2 separate regions of the Sus scrofa genome follow, and region 2 is linked to region 1. A link is a contact called in public targeted proximity ligation data. All regions are on one chromosome and are shown on one strand. The core of a region is the stretch at or near the end of the contact, and the rest is flanking DNA. Distances in the headings are between cores, read along the strand shown.

Evidence for each region.
Region 2: a targeted proximity ligation map of skeletal muscle shows a contact between it and region 1, with 4 times the contacts expected there. A contact is called at or near these places in 2 of 2 datasets of targeted methods (alveolar macrophages and skeletal muscle).

What each region holds. Positions count from the first base shown.
Region 1 is chr3:93,228,993-93,232,357 of Sscrofa11.1, reverse strand. No RefSeq gene overlaps it. Among named protein-coding and RNA genes, the nearest start is that of EPCAM, 45 kb to the right of the region's middle.
Region 2 is chr3:94,043,514-94,047,163 of Sscrofa11.1, reverse strand. The region is part of intron 2 of ATP6V1E2 (V-type proton ATPase subunit E 2); the gene reads right to left. Among named protein-coding and RNA genes, the nearest start is that of TMEM247, 22 kb to the left of the region's middle.

The DNA of each region.
Region 1 (3,365 bases), core at 73-2,572:
TTCACACAACCAATAAGGAGCGGAGCTGGGACTTGAAGGCTTCATTCCCTGTTGAGAAACTTTCAGGTAGCAGAGAAGATATTTGGGAGGTGGCGAGCTCTCCAGGGGCTAAGAAAGCTCAATCCTTCAGCAGCCCCCCACTCCAGAGTTCCCTGCCTGGTGGGCTGTCCCTGGGCACCTGCCTACATACACTTGTGTGTAAACCTGTGCGGGCTGCTGCAGAGCGTGCTCACAACTCTCGCTGGGAAGGCTGCTGACACAGAGCCAGAGGTCCTGCCCATCACTACCTTGCTGGGTGACCTTGGACATGTCCCCCTTGACAGTCCCCATCTCTCATGGGAATAATAGCAAATAGTTTTTCCTGTGATTCTAGAGGAGATAAAGACTAGAAGACTACCCAGATAGTTTAAATGCCACATGGCAGTTACCGAGATAACTCAAGGCAAGAATAATCTCTATAGAACGTGTTTACAGTGTTCAAAGGGCATTTGATGAATTGAGATTAGCAGAGGCACACCAACCAATACCAAAAGGTGCCTTCTGGTATAGGAATAGGCAAATGCATATTGGTCGGAAAATTTACCTGACATGCAAACCCAGGACAGGTAGGTTCCATGTGGCGTGGATGGGGGAAGCCAGAACCCTGAAGGTACGACAGATCGCCTGGAGTCAGGAGAGCTTGGGCTGAGAAATCCCCACTTCTCATCTGGTGGGATCCTTCCTGAAAGAGGCTGAGTTCCACGATCCTGGTCTGCCTAGTTAAGAGTTTCTGGAAACTGAGCTTTGTCTAAGGGTCATTTCTATCTCTTTGAATCTCAGAATAAGAAGATTAAACTGGGAAACAGGAGGAGAGGGTGGGCTGAGTTGAGGCTACCGATGGATGATCAAAACCCCGGGAGTGGGTCCTGCTGATGTCCACATCTGAGCATGGGTAGCCCAACCAAGGCAGAGTGCTCAGATCAAGCGCTCATTGGTCAGCCTCATGACTTTCTTGTTCTTATGCCCTGTGGTTTTAAACCATCAGCTTCTGCAACAGGAAGTGAAAGCACCGTGTTTCTTCTGGGCTTCAACAGGCTCTTATAACAATGCAGTTTCTGTTTCAGCCCGAGATGCCCTGAAATAACCTGCACGCCGCTCCAGCTTTGCACGCACCCAGTCAATAATTAATTGGCCACCTAGCATTCTTGGAGACGCCAGTGAAGACCCAGGGCTCTCTTGGGCTTATGAAGATATCCAGCAGTTCACAACCCTGCTTGTGCCCTCAAGGAGTTTAGCAGCCAGATGAATCACCTCGGAGCTCACCACGGGCACAGGAGAAAAAAACAGTAGAGGAAATGCCATCCTCAGTGTCAACTTGAGCAAAATACCAACCCTGATGACATTTGCCTCCATCTGGAAAGGTCTACCCAGGGATGGCCCTGTATAGAGCATTCATTGTACACAGTTGCCTTTGCAGGCTGCACTGTCCTTGCACGTTTCCCAGAGCCGACAAAGGAAGGCAGGGCATATTAATGAGTTGCTAGCAGGGTCTGCAGTGTGCCAGCAGCTTTACAGGTGTCATGTCATCCCCACAACCACCTGGCGAGGAGTATCATTGTTCCTGCTTGCACTGGGGAGACTGCAACTCTGTGGGTGGCTGAGACCTGAGGCTCAGGGGCTGGAGCTGAGGTAGAGTACATGTTTGTGAGCGTGTGTGTGTGTGTGTGTGTGTGTGTGTGTGTGTGTAGGGTGCACTAAAGAAGGGTGCAGCTCAGGAAGGAAGGACCTTGGGTGTTGGCCCAGAAATAGGACTTTCTCCTGGAAGCTGCAGGAGCTACTGAAGGGCAGTAGTGAGAGGCACCTAATTAAATCTGCAGGAAAGCTCTCTGGCAGCCACGTGAAGGCTGGTAGGGGTGGAGGAGGAGGGATTAAGAGAATGAGACTAAAAGAGAAGGCTCTGGAAGAGTAAATCTGTTGTCTCCACCCCTCCACCCATCCCCCCACCACACACTGAAAAATGGTCTCTAGATTCAGAGAAATTATTTGACAAGCCCAATTTAAAATTTTACACCCAAGGCAGTGGGTGTTATTATTAATTTGGAAAATCAAAATTGGTTAAACTGAGGCCAATGAGTGAGAGAAGTTGGTGCTGTGGGCAATAGCCCTGGGAGGTGGCTGCTATGAGGACCAGCTTGACAAGATTTGGCATCATGACTAAGGGAAGGATCTGGGGTTTGTTTTGTTCTGTGTTTTGTCTTTTTCGGCCCGCACCCATGCTATCTGGAGGTTCCCAAGCTAGGGGTCGAATTGGAGCTGTTGCCGCCAGCCTACACCACACAGCTCACGGCAACCCCAGATCCTTAACCCACTGAGCTAATCCAGGGATTGAACCTGCAACCTCATGGTTCCTTGTTGGATTTGTTTCGGCTGCGCCACAATGGGAACTCCAGGCCCTGGGGTTTGGATTTAGGCAGGCTTGAGTGTGAATTCTGGCTCAGCCATTGAAAATGTCATCTAATCTCTCTGATCCTGTTTACCTCTTCACCTCGAATGTAAAATAAATTTCATCACCCCTGTCTTTGGTGATTATGGAGTTAGAGTGTTCACAGTGCCTAGCACACCACTGCTGCTCAGGAAACGCCAGGCAGTGTCTCCCTTGCGCCTAGTTTCACCCCCAGCAACAGCGCCCGCCAACCTGGCTCTTTCTGTGGAGCAACAGTGCCTCTTAGTGGCTAAATGGAAAATGACCAGTCTGCCAGGTGCCAGGGCCCGGCTTCTTCGCATCCCCCATCCCACAGGTTAGAAGTCTCCTTAGCTCTACCTGGTCAGAGCTAACAACTCAGGCCCACCCAGTCTACAGCTCTTATGAAAGCCAACTCCTCATCCTGGCCGGCAAGTGACATGCTCCATTGTCCCCAGGACTGGAGGACCTCAAAAGCAGTGGGCAAGGAAGAAAACACAAGCTTGAATAGCCTGGAAACAGTTTTCTAGAGGTGTTGTGACCTCCAAGCCTTTCCATCACCTCTCTCCACCCCCACCAAGAATACTGTGAGTTTATAAACGGCACCATCCAGGCCCCTGGCTCCAAGCTAGGTTGCAGATACAATGGCCAAAAAAAAAACCAAAAAAACAAAAAAACAAAAACTTGGCCCTTAAGTAGCTGACCATTTAGTGGGAAAAGAACATTAACCAGGAGTTCCCGTCGTGGCGCAGCGGAAACAAATCTGAGTGGCATCCATGAGGATGCAGGTTCAATCCCTGGCCTCTATCAGTGGGTTAAGGATCTGGTGTTGCCATGAGCTGTGGTGCAGATCGCAGACAAGGCTCAGATCCCAAGCTGCTGTGGCTATGATACAGGCCTGTGGCTACAGCTCTGACTCGACCCC
Region 2 (3,650 bases), core at 869-3,368, 810 kb before region 1:
TGTAAGAGCCTCGCATGAAGAGGAGTCCTCAGCATCTGCAAGTGCTCCCTCATACCGCTGTTCTGTCTGAGCATGTGCACCAGGGATGTGCCTGGCTCCCTGAGCACCCTTCTCCCACTTCCCCAAAGAAGGGCACCCTTCTTACCCATCTCAAATCCTCCCATGGGGCATTAGCTTGGGGACAAAATGTACGGTGCAATGAAAGGACGGTCTAAATCCTGGTATCCACGTCGAGAAAAGGAGTGATGAATGGCTGAGCAATTCTCTGCTTTCATTCAAAGTGAAGGAGAATCTATTCCAGTTGTTAGCTGATAGATTTTTCATCATCTACCCATTTGGTCTTTGGTGTATAGCTCAAAGGGACTTTATAAAATCAAGGGACATGGCTATCAGAAAATGCTTTGGATCCCTTTGTACTTAAGTATGTGAAAAAGTTGCTGAGCTCAGCTCTTGCACTTATAAACAACAGCAAATAGAATTAATACCAAACCCTGACCCCTTCTAGTGATGAGTAATAGTCATCCATGGATATATGAACTAATTGGGATAGGGAGAAAAAGCATCATCTCATTAAGAGATGCATTTCCAAGTAAGCTTTATTTTTTTATCTATTAAATGTTCTGATAGTATTTGTTTTGATTAATTGTGCATTAGTTGTCATGGTAAAACTCCAGTCAAAATATTCTCTAACACTTAGAGTCTTTTGGTGCAAGGAATTTTAAAAATAAACTCATTTTACATACATGGCTTTGCAGGAGAGAAGTATGATAGGGTGATGCATAAAAGACATTCAGTCATAAAAATGTATTAGGATAAAACTCTGTATGAGAAGTAGAAGGAAATATAAATTCAAGGGGAAAAAAAGAGGAAAAATTTCCAACTGTTGAGGGAGAACTTCATGTATTTTTTAAAAAGATGATGGTGGGTATCCAATCCCTATAGCATTTCACTTAGAAACATTTTTTCAGAATACTCTAACAGTTTTATCTTTAAATGTCAATATTTGCATACACCAGAAAGTACACTCTATGTAACTACTTAAACTATGGAAAAATTTTGAATGTTTGCTCCTAAAAATGTGCAAAGGGGTACACAGATTTTTAAAACGAATTTTGAAATCTTCAAGAAAAATGGTGAGAGCACCAGGGTCACGGGAGCTTGGCACTTGCCTGCAAAGGAAGGGCCTAGAATAAACTCAAAATCAGTAGCTTTGACAACTCCCTAAGTCTCCAGGGACCTGAGAGGACCTTCAAAGCGTGTGGGGGTGGGGGAGGAGCCCCTCACTGGTGTGAAACTGGGCCAAGGCTCTCCCCCTTTGTCCCATCAATACTCTCCTCTGTCTTTTTTCTTTTATCTCTGGTTTTATTTCACTGTTCCTCCAAAATCTCATTCTCTCCACTACAGATGCCTTGTCAGCTCAGTGTGACATCTGTTCTGCTTTCTTGCATCCCACCTCACCCACCGTTCCTTTCTTCCAGAAGTTTTTGGGCGGCAGCGGTCCCACCCACCCACTCCCAGCCTCGCTGGCCCTGGCCGCTGTCTTGTACACGCCTCCAGTTTGCTCTTGGTTTGGGCGAGTCCTCAGTTTCCAGCTAAGCCGTAAGTTTTCTCATCTCTGCCTCCAAGTCTCCTTTCTCAGCGATAAAAGGCGGATAAAGAAGAATTAGGTGAGATGAAATTTGTGCAGTGCCTGGCACCGAGCCTCGCCTGCAGCCAGAACTGAGCCCCCAGCTGCATTCAGCAAGTACCTGCTAACCATGCAGTTGCATTTTCTCGCCAGCCAGTGATCACAGGAGTCTGGGCTTCCTGGCATCCCCCTTCTTCGCCCAGGGAACCAAGGAGAGTTCCCCAGGTCTCCTTTCGATAGCTTGCCAAGGAGGGGTGATGGAAATGCCCTCCCCCTCCCGCCACCGCGGCTGCCACCTAATCCACTCCGGGTCCCCGAGCCCAGGCTGGGGGGGGGGATGGGAGGAGGGGGAGCCGGGAGCTATGAGGTCATGGTCGGGTCACGTGACCGCTGCCGCATCTGTCAACTGTGGTACAATTACTAAGACGGTCAGGGCAGGGCGTGCGCTATTCAAACCAGTTCTCTCTCCCTCCTCCCGCTCCCAGTCGCTGGCCCCTTTCACACCAAGGGACCGTCTCAAAAGTCTAGGACCCTAAAGGGTATGGCTCCAAACGCTATAATTTAAGGGCTTGGGACAGGAAGACAGGAAGAGAGGAAAGCTTTCCAAGATTGCATTTATTGCTGCTGCAGTTTGAAAACTATGGTTCTAAAATCTTTTCTGTCAAAGCAGTTTGGCGTATGTTTAAAGAGTGTTAAAAACGCTCAAACTCTTTAACCCATTAACACCAGTTTTAATAAACGTTTGTTTGTGGAAGTAATCCAAACCCAGGCAAAGGTTTAGGTACACAAAATTCACTGTCTTATTACTGAAATTAACAAAGTACATAACAAAATTAAATAAATTAGGGTATAAACAAGAACAATACAATATTGTTTAGTTGTTAAAAATGGTGAGTCCCAATAATTTTCCTGACATGGAAAAATGCATGGAAAAAATGACTCTAGGGAATATTTGCTGAGCACTTACTATGTGCCAGATTTTCTGCTAAATGCTTCCTGTGAATTGATTCTTCTGACTTTAGGAGACAGATACTATTATTATCCCTCTTCTAAAAACTGTGGCCTAGAGAAGGAACCTGCCTAAGGCTGACTAGTTAATCAAGTATGAAAACGGAGCCATAGAGTTTATCCAAAGGGCTCACCTATATAAATGGCAGAAGCAGGATTTGAACTCACAGAATCTGAGCCTTTTAACCCCTACGTGCTTAAAAACTTGCCACAGTAGTAACTAATGAGAAATCAGTATAAACAGGTGATAATGTATATATACATATGTGTCCCTACACATAATACATGAGTAGCAAAGTAATGGAAGGACAAACACCCACATTTTCACAGTGGTATCCCTCAGCGGTACAATAGCCAGTTATTTAAATTCTCTTTATCCTATTTTGGATCTTTTAAATCAATACAGTGTGTGTATATTAATTTAACAAGTAAACAAAATGTTATATACAAACAGATTCCACAAAAGAGCCATGTGCTAAGTATGGGATTATTTTGTTATAATGAAAACTTGAAAGTAGCTCAAGTGGCAATTACTGGTTGAATAGTTAAACTATAAAAATAGTAAATGCAATAATTGGCAGGCATTGAAAATGAAAGTTACAGAGTTCCCACTGTGGCACAGTGAGTTAAGAATCCAACTGCGGTGGCTCATGTTGCTGCGGAGGTGTGGGTTTGATCTCCAGCCTGGCCGGAGGCAGCGGGTTAAAGGATCTGGCATTGCTACGGCTGAGTCTTAGGTTGCAGGTGGTGGCCTGGATTCAGTCCCTGGCCTGGGAACTTCCATATGCCTCGAGTGCAGCCATTTTAAAAAAAATTACCTTTAAAATGAAAGAAAGAAAATGAAGGTTATAAAGATCAAGTGATACCATTATGTGAAAAATCAAGGTCCAAAATGATAGGCATATTATGCACAATTATTTGAAAATATTATTGTAAAATCTGAAAGAAAAAAAGTAACTGTATCAGGAGGGTAAAATTATATGTGATTTTTAAAATTTTTTTCAACTTCTATAAT